Linked DNA regions of Macaca mulatta: region 2 is linked to region 1. A link is a contact called in public Hi-C data. All regions are on one chromosome and are shown on one strand. Each heading gives the region's core, a stretch centred on a gene start, on an enhancer-like site or on the middle of the called end of the contact. The rest is flanking DNA. Distances are from core to core; before and after follow the strand shown.

What was found. Hi-C and Micro-C count contacts between places; a contact is called where the count stands out from the background.
Region 2: a contact with region 1 is called in a Hi-C map of fibroblasts, with 4 times the contacts expected there. The contact joins two enhancer-like sites. A contact is called at or near these places in 9 of 14 Hi-C or Micro-C datasets (CD4 T cells, blood, cortical neurons and 5 more).

What each region holds. Positions count from the first base shown.
Region 1 is chr1:62,317,770-62,324,886 of T2T-MMU8v2.0, reverse strand. No RefSeq gene overlaps it. Among named protein-coding and RNA genes, the nearest start is that of MDM4, 57 kb to the right of the region's middle. Within about 2 kb of position 4,301, at least 4 of the 40 cell types and tissues checked have an H3K27ac peak or open chromatin away from gene starts, as enhancers often do.
Region 2 is chr1:62,546,600-62,553,716 of T2T-MMU8v2.0, reverse strand. No RefSeq gene overlaps it. Among named protein-coding and RNA genes, the nearest start is that of NFASC, 32 kb to the left of the region's middle. Within about 2 kb of position 3,311, at least 6 of the 40 cell types and tissues checked have an H3K27ac peak or open chromatin away from gene starts, as enhancers often do.

The sequences.
Region 1 (7,117 bases), core at 3,052-5,551:
TTCCAACATCGGGGAAGGGGTGAAGGTCAGGGAACTGAACTGCCCTCTGCAGCTGAATAGCACCTAGGCAGGTTATTTTAAAGGCCCGTGGCCTCCAATATCTGTGGCACCTGTGTACTACACCCCTCTGGATTTCCACCATTGCAGGAATTCCTCTGGGTAAGCATTATAGTCTCCCTAGGGTCTCCTTTTGAAAGGTGAAAATTCTCATGAAAGTTACTAATGCTGCAATGTGAAAAGTGTAATTAAAAAGATTTTATTTATTTTTGTGAGAATGCAAGGTGCCCTAGAGCCCAGAAACCAGGAGAAAGCAAGGATTGTCCCAACTATGAGAGGCAAATTCAGGCCCTGAGCCAGGCACTCTCTTATCCACGATCTCATTCTACCTCACAACAACCTTCAGAGGGAGTTATTGTTAAAGAACTGTTTAAAGGTAAAATCAAGGCTCTTGTATAAATGCAACCTCTTACAAACATGAAATTCAGATTCAACTCATCGATTAGTAAGGGAACCAGTAAGATGTTACGACTGCTCAAAAAAGAATCCAAAGAGCAGATGCATACAGAAGCCATCAGGAATGCTGACATTTGCTTAATAGATACAAAACTGGTCAATATTCACAGAGCAATAATCAGTTGCATTTCCAGTTGATATAATTTGCATTTCTATGGACAAAATCATTTGCATTATTATCAGTTTCTACAATTTTCAGAGTCATAAAATAGCTCAAAGACGATGAAAGAAAGGCAGAGGTAACCCACAGGCAAACAGACAAGAAGCCCAATAACAATCTTCTCTTGCCATTTCAGAGTCTCACACAACCTTTTCTAACATTGCGACTATCCTCATTTCATCACAAAGCAGAAAGCATGGAGATAGGCACAGAAAGTAGAAATGAAAAGTGGAAAGCTAGTCCAGAGGCACCCAAGTGCCAGTCCCATCTGAGGGCTGAGGCATGTGTAACAAGAGTGTCACATGGGGGATGAAATTAGAAAAATAAGAATGAGGTCAGTTTTTCGACAAAGCTAAATGATTTCCTTCAAAAGACTGTCCATTATTGGAGATTATATTCTTCCTACATTTGTAGCATTAAAATGTCTTTTCCAGCCGGGTGTGGTGGCTCACGTCTGTAATCCCAGCACTTAGAGGGGACGAGGCAGGTGGATCACTTGAGGTCAGGAGTTCGAGACCAGCCTGGCCAACACGGCAAAACCCTGTCTCTACTAAAAATACAAAAATTACCCAGGCATGGTGACATGTGTCTATAATCCAAGCTACTTGAGAGGCTGAGGCAGAGAATCGCTTGAACCCAGGAGGCGGAGGTTGCAGTGAGCCGAGATCGCGCCACTGCACTCCAGCCTGGGGGACAGAGCAAGACACCTTCTCAAAATAAATAAATAAATAAAAGTCCTTTCCTTTTTAAAAGGATGGTGATAATATATGACAGTAGTAATAATTGTTGTTCTTTTTTAAATGTACTTGTTTGATGAAGTAAAGGCTGGCAATCCTATGTAAGCCCCCATTAAATATATACATCTATATGGTTTTTATAGTTGTATTTGGTTATTTTATTCATCTGTGATAGTCCAAAGTCTGGAAACACTCCTGCATTCACAATTCTGCAGTGTTGTATTACAGATAAGTTGGTTAAAGAACAATATCTGATAACTCCAGCACTTTGGGAGGCCAAGGTGGGTGGATCACCTGAGGTCAGGAGTTTGAGACCATCCTGGCCAACATGGCAAAACCCTGTCTCTACTAAAAACACAAAAATTAGCTGGGTGTGGTGGTGCACACCTGTAATCCCAGCTACTCGGGAGGTTGAGGCACAAGAATCACTTGAACCCGAGAGGCAGAGGTTGCAGTGAGCCGAGATCATGCCACTGCACTCCAGTCTGGACAACAAAGTGAGACTCCATCTCAAAAAAAAAAAAAAAAGAAAAGAAAAGAAAAAAGGGACAACACCTGAGCAACACTACCTGGGTCGCCTAGCCCAGCAGGGTTCTCTTTGTCTCAGCCAAACATGGGAAGCTGACTTGGTTAGGCTGGGCATCCAGACACCGAGGCCGAATAGAAAAGACATAAGAAAATTATGACTTACAGACTGACCCTGGGGATGCCAGAGGGTGGTCCAGATGGAGTGAACCCTGAAAATGACCTTCTCTGGTGCTAGCCTCCACATGCATTCTGTCTATGGTGCTGCAAGGCTTGTGCTATGGTCTGAATATTGGTGTCTCCCCAAAATTCATACGTTGAAACTTAATTCCCAAGGTGATAGTATTAAGAGGTGGGGACTCTGGGAGATGATGAAATCATGAAGGCAGAGCCCGCATGAATGGGACTAGTGCCTTTATAAAAGAGGCTGGAGGAAGGCTGTTTGCCCTTCTGCCATGTGAGGACACATAGAGAACACCACCCATAAAGAAGGGGCTCTCACCAGACACCGAATCTGCCAGCACCTTGATCTTGGACTTCTCAGCCTCTAGAATTGTGAGCAATAAACATCTTATAAAGATATTTATGAGGCCGGGTGCAGTGACTCACGCCTGTAATCCCAGCACTTTGGGAGGCCGAGGAGGGTGGATCGCCTGAGGTCAGGAGTTCAAGACCAGGCTGGCCAACCCGGTAAAACCCCATCTCTACAAAAAATACAAAAATTAGCCAGGTGTGGTGGTGTACGCCTATAATCCCAGCTACTCGAGAGGCTGAGGCAGGAGAATCACTTGAACCTAGGAGGCAGAGATTGCAGTGAGCCAAGATCATGCCATTGCCCTCTAGCCTAGGTGACATAGTGAGACTCTGTCTCAAAAAAAAAAAAAAGATGTTTATGGCCAGGCACAGTAGTTCATGCCTCTAATCCCAGCACTTTGGGAGGCCAAGGCGGGTGGATCACTTGAGGTCAGGAGTTTGAGACCAGCCTGGTCAATATGGTGAAACCCTGTCTCTACTAAAAATACAAAAATTAGCTGGGTGTGATGGTGTGCGCCTGTAATCCCAGTTACTTGGAAGGCTGAGGCACGAGAATTGCTTGAGCCCGGGAAGCGGAGGTTGCAGTGAGTGGAGATTGTGCTACTGTACTCCAGCATGGGCGACAGAGTGAAACCCTGTCACAAAAAAAAAAAAAAAAAAAGATGTTTATGAGTTATCCAATCTAAGATATTTTTTTATGGCAGTGCAAGGGGTCTAAGGCACTTGTCAGTAGGCTTTACCTACACCGTCCTCCCTGCCTATAATGAAGAAGATCCAATCCTGAAGCTCAATAAACCTGGCCTAAGCTGGCATGCCCACCAAGAAAGACAGGAACAGGGCTTGGCACCATCTCCCTTCGAAAGAGCCTGCTCCAGCACCCAGGGTGCAGGGTTGTAAGCAAAGCCAGAAATGAGAGGGATTACAGATTTCACAAGCCAATGACTAACTAGTATCTGGTGAATTGAAGCAGAGATTTCCTAGCATGTGACAATATTAACCTTTGCAGCCTGGGTTTTCAACTCGTCCACATCAGGGGTTTGGTTGGCAAAGCCCTGTCACCTCCCCCACATTTGACTATCTGCTGCTAAAAGTCAGAAATGATCGAAGGCCCTGCTTTTAAAGGCACAGTGCTGCTCCACCAGACAGCGAGAAGCCCAGGCAGGCCCCACCTGGAAAGAACAGGGAGCACACACACACTGGAGTTTGGGGTTTCATTCTAAACAAGTGGGGCATCCGTCATCACTCCAGAGGGGAAGGAGGGTTGCGTCCAGTGGAGGATCTGCGAGTACCAGCATGTTAAGCACTGCTACCCTGTATGTAGTACCTGCTTTCTGCTGGGTTAACAGGAGAGGAAACAAGCACGGGGATGATACAGTTCCTGGTGGGTTTTTAAGAAGAATGCATTTAAACTCAGAGTGTGCCTGAACAGCTGGGCTGGAAAATCGCTTGTTTAGCTCTGCAGTTTGTGTCAGGGACTCACTGGCTGAGACAGAATAAAAGCAGCTTGATTTTGTAAACTGTCAGTATTATGAACCAAGGCAAAGACCTCTAGGGAGAGGGACTCAAGAGACTTCTTTTCTCCATGCCTACACAGCAGAGGGAATGATAGGACCAAGCTCAGGAACAATTGCCTGTTAGCACTACAGGCATTGATTGGGGTCTAGGGTTTTCCTGTTCCCGTCTCTGCCTTCAAGGAATCACAGCCCCAGAATTCCAGAATCTCAGATCCAGAAGGGACCAGAGATGGCACAGAAATCCCTGCTTTAGCTCCTGTGACAGCTCCTGGCCTCTGCAGAGCCCGATGCCCCAGGGAATGCTCACTACTTCTCTGCCCAGCCTGCCCGGTGTTTGCCAGCATAGACTGGCGGTAAATCCCCTCTTGTGTGAGCTGAAACCTGTCTCTTTTTCATCAACCAGCAGAGTGGTTATGTACCACGGCACCTTAGATGAGAATGGTCCCTCAGAGATCCCATGAGTCAGACTACCCAAATTCACCCGCAAGCATTTTTCTCTGGGTCTACCTAGTGTTTTAAAACTTTTCTTTTGATCCAATATTTACAACAGAGAGATTTCCTAGAAAAATCTAGCTTTGTGGATTTTCTTGGTATATTGGAAAGGCTGGCAACAATGACTCACACTACCATCGAAAAGACCTGGCTGGAGTTGGGTGTTGGTTGTCCCCTTGTTATGGGCATGGATTTCCAGTTTACCATCATCCCCTGCACTCCCTACTGTCCCCATCCCAGCAGCTCTCCTCTGAGATCCCACTGGTCTCTATAGCTTATAAGTTTGTGAGACCAGACCTTGTTCATGCTCCAAGTTTTACCAGTGACCATGTACCAGGATCCTCCTTGGCCTATGGTTCATTCCCTTCCTTTATAACTTAACCTCTTCCCTTCCAGAGCCATGCTTACCCCAACGGATTTCCTTCCTTTGTCCTGCTCCTATTTCCATCTCGTGGCCTTTATTGATATAAAAATAACCAAACTAGCAAAGCAACTTTGTTAACTACTCCTCTGCTTGTGCCCATGCATTTAAGTCAGTAGTGCTTAGCTGGGCATGGTGGCTCACGCCTGTAATCCCAGCACTCTGGGAGGCTGAGATAGGTGGATGGCTTGAGCCCAGGAGTTCGAGACCAACCTGGGCAACATAGGGAAACCATGTCTCTACAAAAAATACAAAAATCATCTGGGCATGGTGGTGCATAGCTATCATCCCAGCTACTCGGGAGGCTGAGGTGGGAGGATTGCTTGAATCTGGGAGGTCGAGGCTGCAGTGAGCCGAGATCATGCCACTGCACTCCAGCCTGGTGACAGAGTGAGACCCTGTCTTTAAAAAAAAAAAAAATCGGTGTTGCTCAACCAGCAACAGAATAGTCTACCTTTAGGGACTTTTGGGAATTTTCTGTATTATCATAATGGCTGGGGCAATTAGTGCTTGGGGTCCAAAAATGCTAAATATCATGCTATGCTAGGAGTAGTCCCATTAAAAAGACAAACTAAAATCTTATTCCATTCAAAATGCTGCTAATCCTCATGGGAAAATACTGATTTAAATTGAATGCTAGCTAATTTTGTCCTACATCATTTTTCTGTATGCCTATGTAAAATGAGAATAACATATTTCATTCTTATACCAATTCATTTCTTTCATAGAGTTGTGAGGATTGTGTGAGATTTAAAGAATAGATACTTGACACATACTAAGGATACAATAAATGCTAGCAATGATGGCTGATTCAGAAATGGAATGGTGAGACAGGAACTGGTGTGTCTGCCCACAGACCTGAATTCTAGTTCGAGTTGGAAGAGCTACTCTGCCATTCACAAACCACATGACCCTGGTCATGTTTCTCCTCTCTGAACAATGAAGGGTTGTATTAGATTTCCGGAGTCCTGGTCATCCCCAGTATTCCATGGTTCTGTGTTCCTAATGAGACAAACAGCATACCCTTTTTTTTTTTTTTGAGGCAGGGTCTCACTCTGTCACCCAAGCTGGAGTGCAGCGCCATGATCTCAGCTCACTACAACCTCTGTCTCCTGGTTTCAAGCGATTCTCCTGCCTCAGCCTCTCGAGTAGCTGGGACTACAGGCACACACCACCACGCCTGGCTAGTTTTTTGTATTTTTAGTACAAATTCATGTTGGCCAGTCTGATCTCAAACTCCTGACCTCAGGTGATCCGTCTGCCTCAGCCTCCCAAAGTGCTGGAATTACAGGCGTGAGCCACTGCGCCTGGCCAATACCCTTTTTCTAGTCAATATTCTTGCTGGCTTTTGTTGTCTGGGTCAGCATTCCCAGGTACAATGGTGAAAGCTGACCTGAGGCTGTATTTCCTTCCCCAGCAAATTAAAGAACAAAGACAAAGAACAAACCATATGTGTATACAGGACACAGATACACATTGGTTATCATTGTGTCCCTGAAGTCTGTAATGTTTTCAGGGAGGTAGTGGTGGGTAGCCTCAACTTCTCCTAGTCTTTCCCCTTCCTTAGATGGGGAAAGAGTTTTCTTCCAGAATACAGCCTTTTGTGATGGGTACCTGTTAACCACTAGGCTCTCACCACAAAGGGATTCAGGGAAACAGTTTCTGAGGCTCTACAGAGGCTCAGAAATAGATCCCTCTCCCTACTGCCTGCTGGAAGGAAGGCTGGCACAATAGGGGTAGAAGGCAGGAGGCTGTACATCAAAGGGGGAAAAAAAAAATAGCAGTTCAGTTCATTTGAATAAACCAGGAAGAAGGGAACTGCAATAGGTTATTACTGAGAGAATAATTTGTAACTAGGTTACAGATAGTCTCAAGATAGAGACTGAATGGTAAAAATGGACAAAATACAAAATGGAAATAGAACTCTCTTGGTGGCTGATGGAGAGTTACAGCACCATTTACTCTACCCTTCTACTCCATATTTTCCTTCTGGGTGTGAGAGGTATTTTTCAAATGATTTTTCAAAACACCAGGGGTAAGAATATTTCAATAGACTTAAGGGAGTTATCCTCAAGCAGATTCAACGATGTTAAGGGCAGAGGGCCCACCCGTCTCCCTAGATTTTTATAGGTTACTGGTGCCCTCTGGTGGGGGATAAAGGTTACGTCTGTGAGGTATAGACCCGAAATTTAATTGGTCATTTGTGTTCAGACACTGCAAT
Region 2 (7,117 bases), core at 2,062-4,561, 230 kb before region 1:
GCACTAAGGAGAAGCTCGGGGGTGCTTTAGAGCCCCATAATCTCCATCAATCCCTTCAAAGCCCCCCACCCCAGTAAGCATAATTCAGTGGTGTGCCAGAGCTGGCTCACAAGAGCTGATTGTGTGCATCTGTTCTCAATGCTGCTTTCAGATTTCACAATGGTAGCATGAAATTGGCCATAGAGGGAGCCTCCACACTAAGGAAATTGGCACACAGCACAGATCATTCTCCCGTCCCCCAGCAGGTTACTCAACATTTGCCAGCACACCACTGTGTATGAAAACAAAGTGCTTGCTATGCAACAAAGCTTTAAGAAAAGATCCCTAGCCCCCTCCAAGGATCGTCCTTAAGTACCTTCTATAGAGAACTCTGAACCCACTGGTACATGTTACTTGCTCTCATAGAACCCTGCGCTTTTTGTTCAAAGTTATATATATATATGTGTGTGTCTTATTTTTCTTTTCTTTTCTTTTTTTTTTTTGAGACGGAGTCTCGCTCTGTTGCCCAGGCTGGAGCACAGTGGCCAGATCTCAGCTCACTGCAAGCTCCACCTCCCAGGTTCACACCATTCTCCTGCCTCAGCCTCCCGAGTAGGCGGGACTACAGGCGCCCGCCACCACGCCTGGCTAGTTTTTTGTATTTTTTAGTAGAGATGGGGTTTCACCGTGTTAGCCAGGATGGTCTCGATCTCCTGACTTCATGATCTGCCCGTCTCGGCCTCCCAAAGTGCTGGGATTACAGGCTTGAGCCGCCGCACCCAGCCTATGCGTCTTATTTTTAAAACAAACTTTATGTTTACAAAAAATACATATTTAAATTACATCCATATACATATTTTTATAATTCTTGAAATCTGAAGTCCGCCTCCTTGCTAGACTGCAGGCACCACACAGGCACCACTGTACCTGTCTTGTTCACTGGCATAGCCCCAGCACTCAGCTATTAGGTATTCAAGAAATACTTGTTGAATGAATGCATGAATGTCCAGCTCCTGTTCTACCACTGCCATCATCCACTGAGCATCATGCTGTACAGTGAATGTTCGTGTCTCTCATAAAGCGAATGAAGAAATCCTAACCCCCAATGTGAGGGTATTAGGAGGTGGGGTCTTTGGCAGGTGATTGGGTCATGAGGGCACAGTCTTCATGGATAGGTCTCTTATGAAAGAGACCCTGGGAAGGTTCCTCACCCCTTCCACCAAGTGAGGTTACAGTAGGAAGATGGCCATCTGTGAACCAGGAAGCAGGCATCACCAGACGTCAAATCCAGCACCACCTTCATCCTGGACTTCCCAGTATGCAGAAGAGTGAGAAATACATTTCTGTGGTTGAGAAGCCACCAGGTCTATGGTAGCTTGTTATAGTAGCCTGAATGGAGTAAGGCAGTCCAGTACCACAAAACCAGAAGGCCTTGGTTTAGATTTTGACTTTGTGCCTCTGTCTTTTGACCTTGAACAGTTTGCTAAACCGCTCAGAGCTTCTACATCCCCTGCTATCTACCTGCTCTGCCTTCCCCATAGGCCTATCAGGAGTAGGTGAGAGCCTGTATGTGAGGCACCTCAATTAGTGTGCCGCACATAGTAGGTGCTTGACACGCAGGGACTAAACAGGAACCTATCTTACATCCTCTCCCACCTCTCCCCAGAGCTGAGTCTGACCTGGCCAGACCAGTCTCTTCCATTTACCCTGCCCTGACTGCGCCCTCTCCTTTCCACCTCGTCACTGATCCAACTTCCCACATTCTTCAGGATTCCACCTTTTCCTTAAAGCCTTCTCTAACAACTTCTGTCCTCACTGATCTCTTCCTTCTGCAAGGCTAAATGATATTTTTTAGATTACTGTACAAGTCCTTCCTGATGGTAGTAGGAGGGGCTTGATGTGTAGTCCATAAGCCTCAAAGGCAGAGACCAGTCTTCTGGTTCCTCCCTCCTCTTCTAGTACCAAGCCCAGAGCCAGGCACAGAGCAGTCAGTTCATAATACCAGTGGACAGAAGCAAACAGAGGCACTGGGGTCTCCCAACGGCCCTTTGTATGGGACCCTTACTCTGCCAGGCATTGGGCCAGGGCAGAGCTATGAGCTCAGAGGCTGGAGGAGACAGACAATAAGTTGCAATTATAACACCAGGTGATAAGGCCATGATAAAGAATGCACTGGGTTCTTGGGAGCAAAAGGGAAGTTGATAACTAAGTCTGTCCTGGGGAGTGGGGGTTACGATATGGATGAGAGATAAAATATGAACAAAGGAAGAGAGAGAGAGGGGGAAGAAAGGAAGGAGGGAATCTTCCATCCTAGCCTAGAAAAGTTAGATGGAAAGAAAAGAGCATTTTCAGCCTTTGGGCTCTTGCAGACTCAAAAGGAGAAAGTAGTCTTGTCCCTGATTGATGGGTTAGCAAAATTCACCTGCTACAGCCACAGCCCAGGCTGAGGCAAGGCTGATAGGAGATTGATTAGACCCTGGGCCAGTGCCCCTGTTGTCCTTCTGTCTTCACTAGAAGATGTCAGGAGAAGATGCCCACAGGACCTGACCATCTACCTTCCCAGAATTAGATGGGGTGGGCCCTAGCCAGAAGGCTATGTGTCAAGGAGCAGGCCTCAGGGGTGTTGCTCTCCTGAAGGGGCCCCCATCTCTTGAACTGACTGGCTAGAAGGCCCTTGAGAGCCTAGAGAGTCCTGATAGATTAGATGCTGAAAAGCAGCAGCTCCCATTTTAATCTTCCCATTTCCCATGGGACCAAGGAGTCAGGTTAGGGACCAGATCCTGCAGCAGGGTGGAGCTGGGGTTGGGGAGCAGAGCGTTGTCTCTGCACAGTGAGATACATATGGTATAATGGGAAGCTCTCAGGGTTTAGAGCCCAGTGTCCTGGGTTCAAATCCTTGCTCTTCCATTTGCTGGCTGTGTGACCTTGGGAAAGTCACTTTCCTCTCTAAGATCAGTGTCTTTATCCATAAAGGGCTGTATGATTACCCACCTCACCAAGGAGTTGTGGGGTTAAGTGAGATGCTGTCTATGAAGGTGCCTGGCATAATGAAAGGAGTGGCTGGCAGGGAACTCACCAAATGTTTGCTTACTCATTCCCAGCATGGATCACTGCTCACTGCTGGTGGCCCAGTTACCCGTTCTTCAATCTCTACTGGCTTTCTAAAATGAGGTTGCTGGGGTCTGGCCCTGAAGGTCTATCAGAGCAGAAGAGATGCCTGCAAGTCTGAGATGGCTGGATGCAACACTACCATAAGGCAGGGGAGACCATTTGCCTCTGGCAGGCCCTGCTGGCTGGTAGCATCCAGAAAGCTTTGTGCATATGTTTGCCTAAGCTGCTTGGGCCTGCCAGCTGGCACCAGCAAGGCCACCCTGGGTCTGCTGAGGGGACCAGGGACTGTCTTTCCTGCACCCCGGCAGTTTCCTGGCCTGCAGTACCTGGATCTAGAAGAACAGATAGAGCCCTGAGAGAAAGGAGTGGTTGGCATGGCAGGGGTGAGGGAGTCAGGGGTCCTCAGAAGACCCAGAGGAGCTTGCCCTACCTCTGTACCCCAGAAGGTAAGCAGGGTCCCTAGCTCTGGCAGCCAACAGCAGGACCTGGAAATCTCAGCCTTCTCTCACCCTCACCAAGGCTCCTTCTGGAATGTTTAGGATGTATATAGCTGGCACAGAATGCCTGCTTCTGCCGCCCCCAACCCAAGATTTGGGCACAACTCAGACCAGGAAATTCTCATTCCAAATACAGGAAATCTGTAAATCGGTTTTCTAGTGCAGTCACTCACCTTGGAAACAAGGAAAATGAAAACCGAAGAGGCCAAGTGGCTTACTCAAGGGTGCAGAGCTGGCTGCTGGCAGAGCCGTGAAGGTCAGGGCTATGGCCTGCTGCTTGCTGCCCTGGGCCCATCAACTCTGAATGCTGCCCAGCTGGCCTAAGAGCAGCCCTCACTCAGGCCATACACTCTGCAGGCCCGGAGCTGGGGCAGGTACAGTGACACTGTCCAACCAGAAGCAAGGCAGACTGAGGCGCTACTCTGTGCTGTCTAGAAGGTGAGGGGACAGTGAGCAGGGAGGTTTATTTTGTTTATCTGTGTAGCCGAAACACCTAAACAGTGTCTAAACACACAGGAGGCGTTCAATGAACATTTGATAAACGAATGAATGAATGTGTGTCATCTAAGATCCCTGAAGGAAACAGATGGCACACTCAAATTAGGAGAATTTGAGGAAAGTTTAATAAAGGGACTATTTATGAGGTATAGGCAGGTGTGATGGTTAATTTTATGTGTCCGTTTGACTGGATCATGGGATGCCCAGTGATCTAGTTAAGCATGATTTCTGGGTGTGTCTATGAGGTTGTTTCCAGGAGAAATTAGCATTTGAATTGGTGGACTGAGTGTAGCAGATGGTCTTCCCTCGTGTGGGTGGGCCCATCCAATCCACAGAGGGCCTGAGTGGAATACTAACATGGAGGAAGGCTGAAGTCATTTTTGCCTTACAGCTTGAGCTGGGACATCGATCTTCTACTGCCCTTGGCACTTCTGGTTCTCAGATCTTCATACTTGGACTGGAATCTACATCATCAGGCCCTCCACTTCCCAGGCCTTCACACTACTTCAGGCTTTCCTGGGTCTCCAGTTTGTACATAGCAGACACTAGAGCTTCTCGGCCCCCATAATTGTGTAAACCAATATTTGTATATATATTATCTATCTATTATCTATTTATCTCTATCTATCTATCTATCTATCTATCTATCGTCATCATCTATCTATCATCATCATCTATCATTTATCTATTGTCTGTCTGTCTGTATCTATCTATCTATCTATCTATCTATCTATCTATCTATCTATCTATCTATGTCCATTTTCATACTGCTATGAAGAAATACCTGACACTGGGTAATTTATAAAGAAAAAGAGATTTAATGGACTTACAGTTCCACATGGCTGGAGAGGCCTCAAATCATGGTGGAAGGCAAAGGAGGAGAAAAGGCACATCTTACGTGGTGGCAGGCAAGAGAGTGTGTGCAAGGAACTACCCTTTATAAACCATCAGATCTCATGACACTTATTAACTATAACAAGAACAGCTTGAGAAAAACCCACTCCCATGATTCAATTACCTCCCACTGGGTGCCTCCCATGCCATATGGGGATTATGGGAGCTACAATTCAAGATGAGATTAGGGTGGGGACACAGACAAACCATATCATTATCTCTATCTATCTATCTATCTATCTATCTATCTATCTATCTATCTATCATCTATCATCCATCTATCTATCAATCTATCATCTATTTATCATCTATGTAATCTATTTATCTTTCTATAATCTATCTACCTAATAGCTGTATAATCTGTCTGTCCATCTGTGTATCTATCATCTATCTACCTAATTATATGTCTATCTATATCATCTATGTAATAATGTATCATATCTATCTAATTATCTATCTATCTATCTATCTATCTATCTATCTATCTATCTGTCTATCTATCTGTCTGCCTCCTGTTGGTTCTGTTTCTCTGGAGAACCCTAACACAGCAGGGTATGGGGAAACCACGAGACATGGCATAATATGGCAGCACTAGTCAAATGGGGACTGTGACCATCCCTAACCTAGAAGGACGGAAGAAGACGACATTAAGTCACTACCAGAGCCTGTAAGGAAACATGATTATGGAGAGGGACCCCTTGAGAGGAGCTGTGACTTCAGTGGAGGGATTCAGCTGACCTGAGGCAGCCCTACGGAGAGGGGACAGGAAATCAATGCCTCTTCTTCAGTCTTCTTTGCCTTCTCATCCTCTGCTGGGGCTGAACAAAGCTGGAAGTTTCTTGAGGCAGAGATCCCAGTGGAGGAAGGTGCGGGGGCAACTAGAAGACATCTGCTGCTGAGGTCAAGTGCAGCGGCTCACACCTTCATCCCAGCACACTGGGGAGCCAAGGCAGGAGAATCGCTTCAGCCCAGGAGTTCAAGACTAGCCTGGGCAACATAGGAAAACCCTTATCTCTACAAAAATAAATAAATAAATTAGCCATGCATGGCAGTGCACACTTGTGCTCTCAGCTACTCGGGAGGCTGAGGTGGGAGGATCCCTTGGGCCCCAGAGAGATGATCATTTGAATTGGTGGACTGAGTGTAGCAGATGGTCCTCAGAGGTCGAGGCTGCAGTAAGCCTACATTGCACCACTGTACTGTGGCCTGGATGACAGAGTGAGACCCTGCCTTAGAAAATAGTAATAAAATAAAAATAAACACTATCTGGTGTCAGATGAAAGGCTCCCCCTTCCCAGACAACAAAAGTCTAACTCCTCCTGGACACCTGAGGAATCTGTTTCATTCCTGAGTTGTTCTTGCTTCTCCCATGGCCCAGTAAGAGAGTCTGGGTTCTCCTGGTAACTGAGGAGCTGGGGCCCTCTCCGCTATTTTCTCTTCCTGGCCTGGTTCAGGAAGGCTGCCCTGAGGGTTTCCAGAGCAGCCTTGGTACCCGCAAGCCTCTGCTCCTTCTTCCTTCTAGAACTCATCTACCTTGAAGTCAGGGTTTCTCAGCCTCATCACTATTGACGTTTTAGCCCGGGTGCCTCGTGGCTGTGGGGCCTGTCCTGTGCGTTGTAGAATGTTTAGCAGCATCCCTGGCCTCTACCGACTAGATGCCAGTAGCAATGCCGGATGCCTCCCCTCTAAGTTGTGACAACCAAAAATGCCTCCAGGGATTGCCAAAAGTCCCCTGGGAGGGAAAACTGGCCCCAGTTGAGAACCTTTGCCTTAAACTGACTATTTCTAAGGCAGACACCCGGGCCAAACCCTCCCTTTTATACTGAAAATGAAAACACCCTGTTTCCTTGCTTCCTGGGTGCTCATCAAAGCTCTCAATTTTAAATCCAGTCAGTTACACAATTAGCACACACAAACACAGCCATTTGCAGGCATCAGCAGGCAGTAATTTTTAGAAAAGAGATACACAAGAATATATACATATACAATGGAAAGCTGTTTAAATACAGATAGGATGTATTTATTTATTCCCCACCTTGTTCCAAAATGGATTTAAGGCAGCGTAAAGTACATTAAAACAAGTGAGAGGAAATGAGACAAAGGGAAAATAACAGCAGGAATTGTAGATGGAGGTTTCC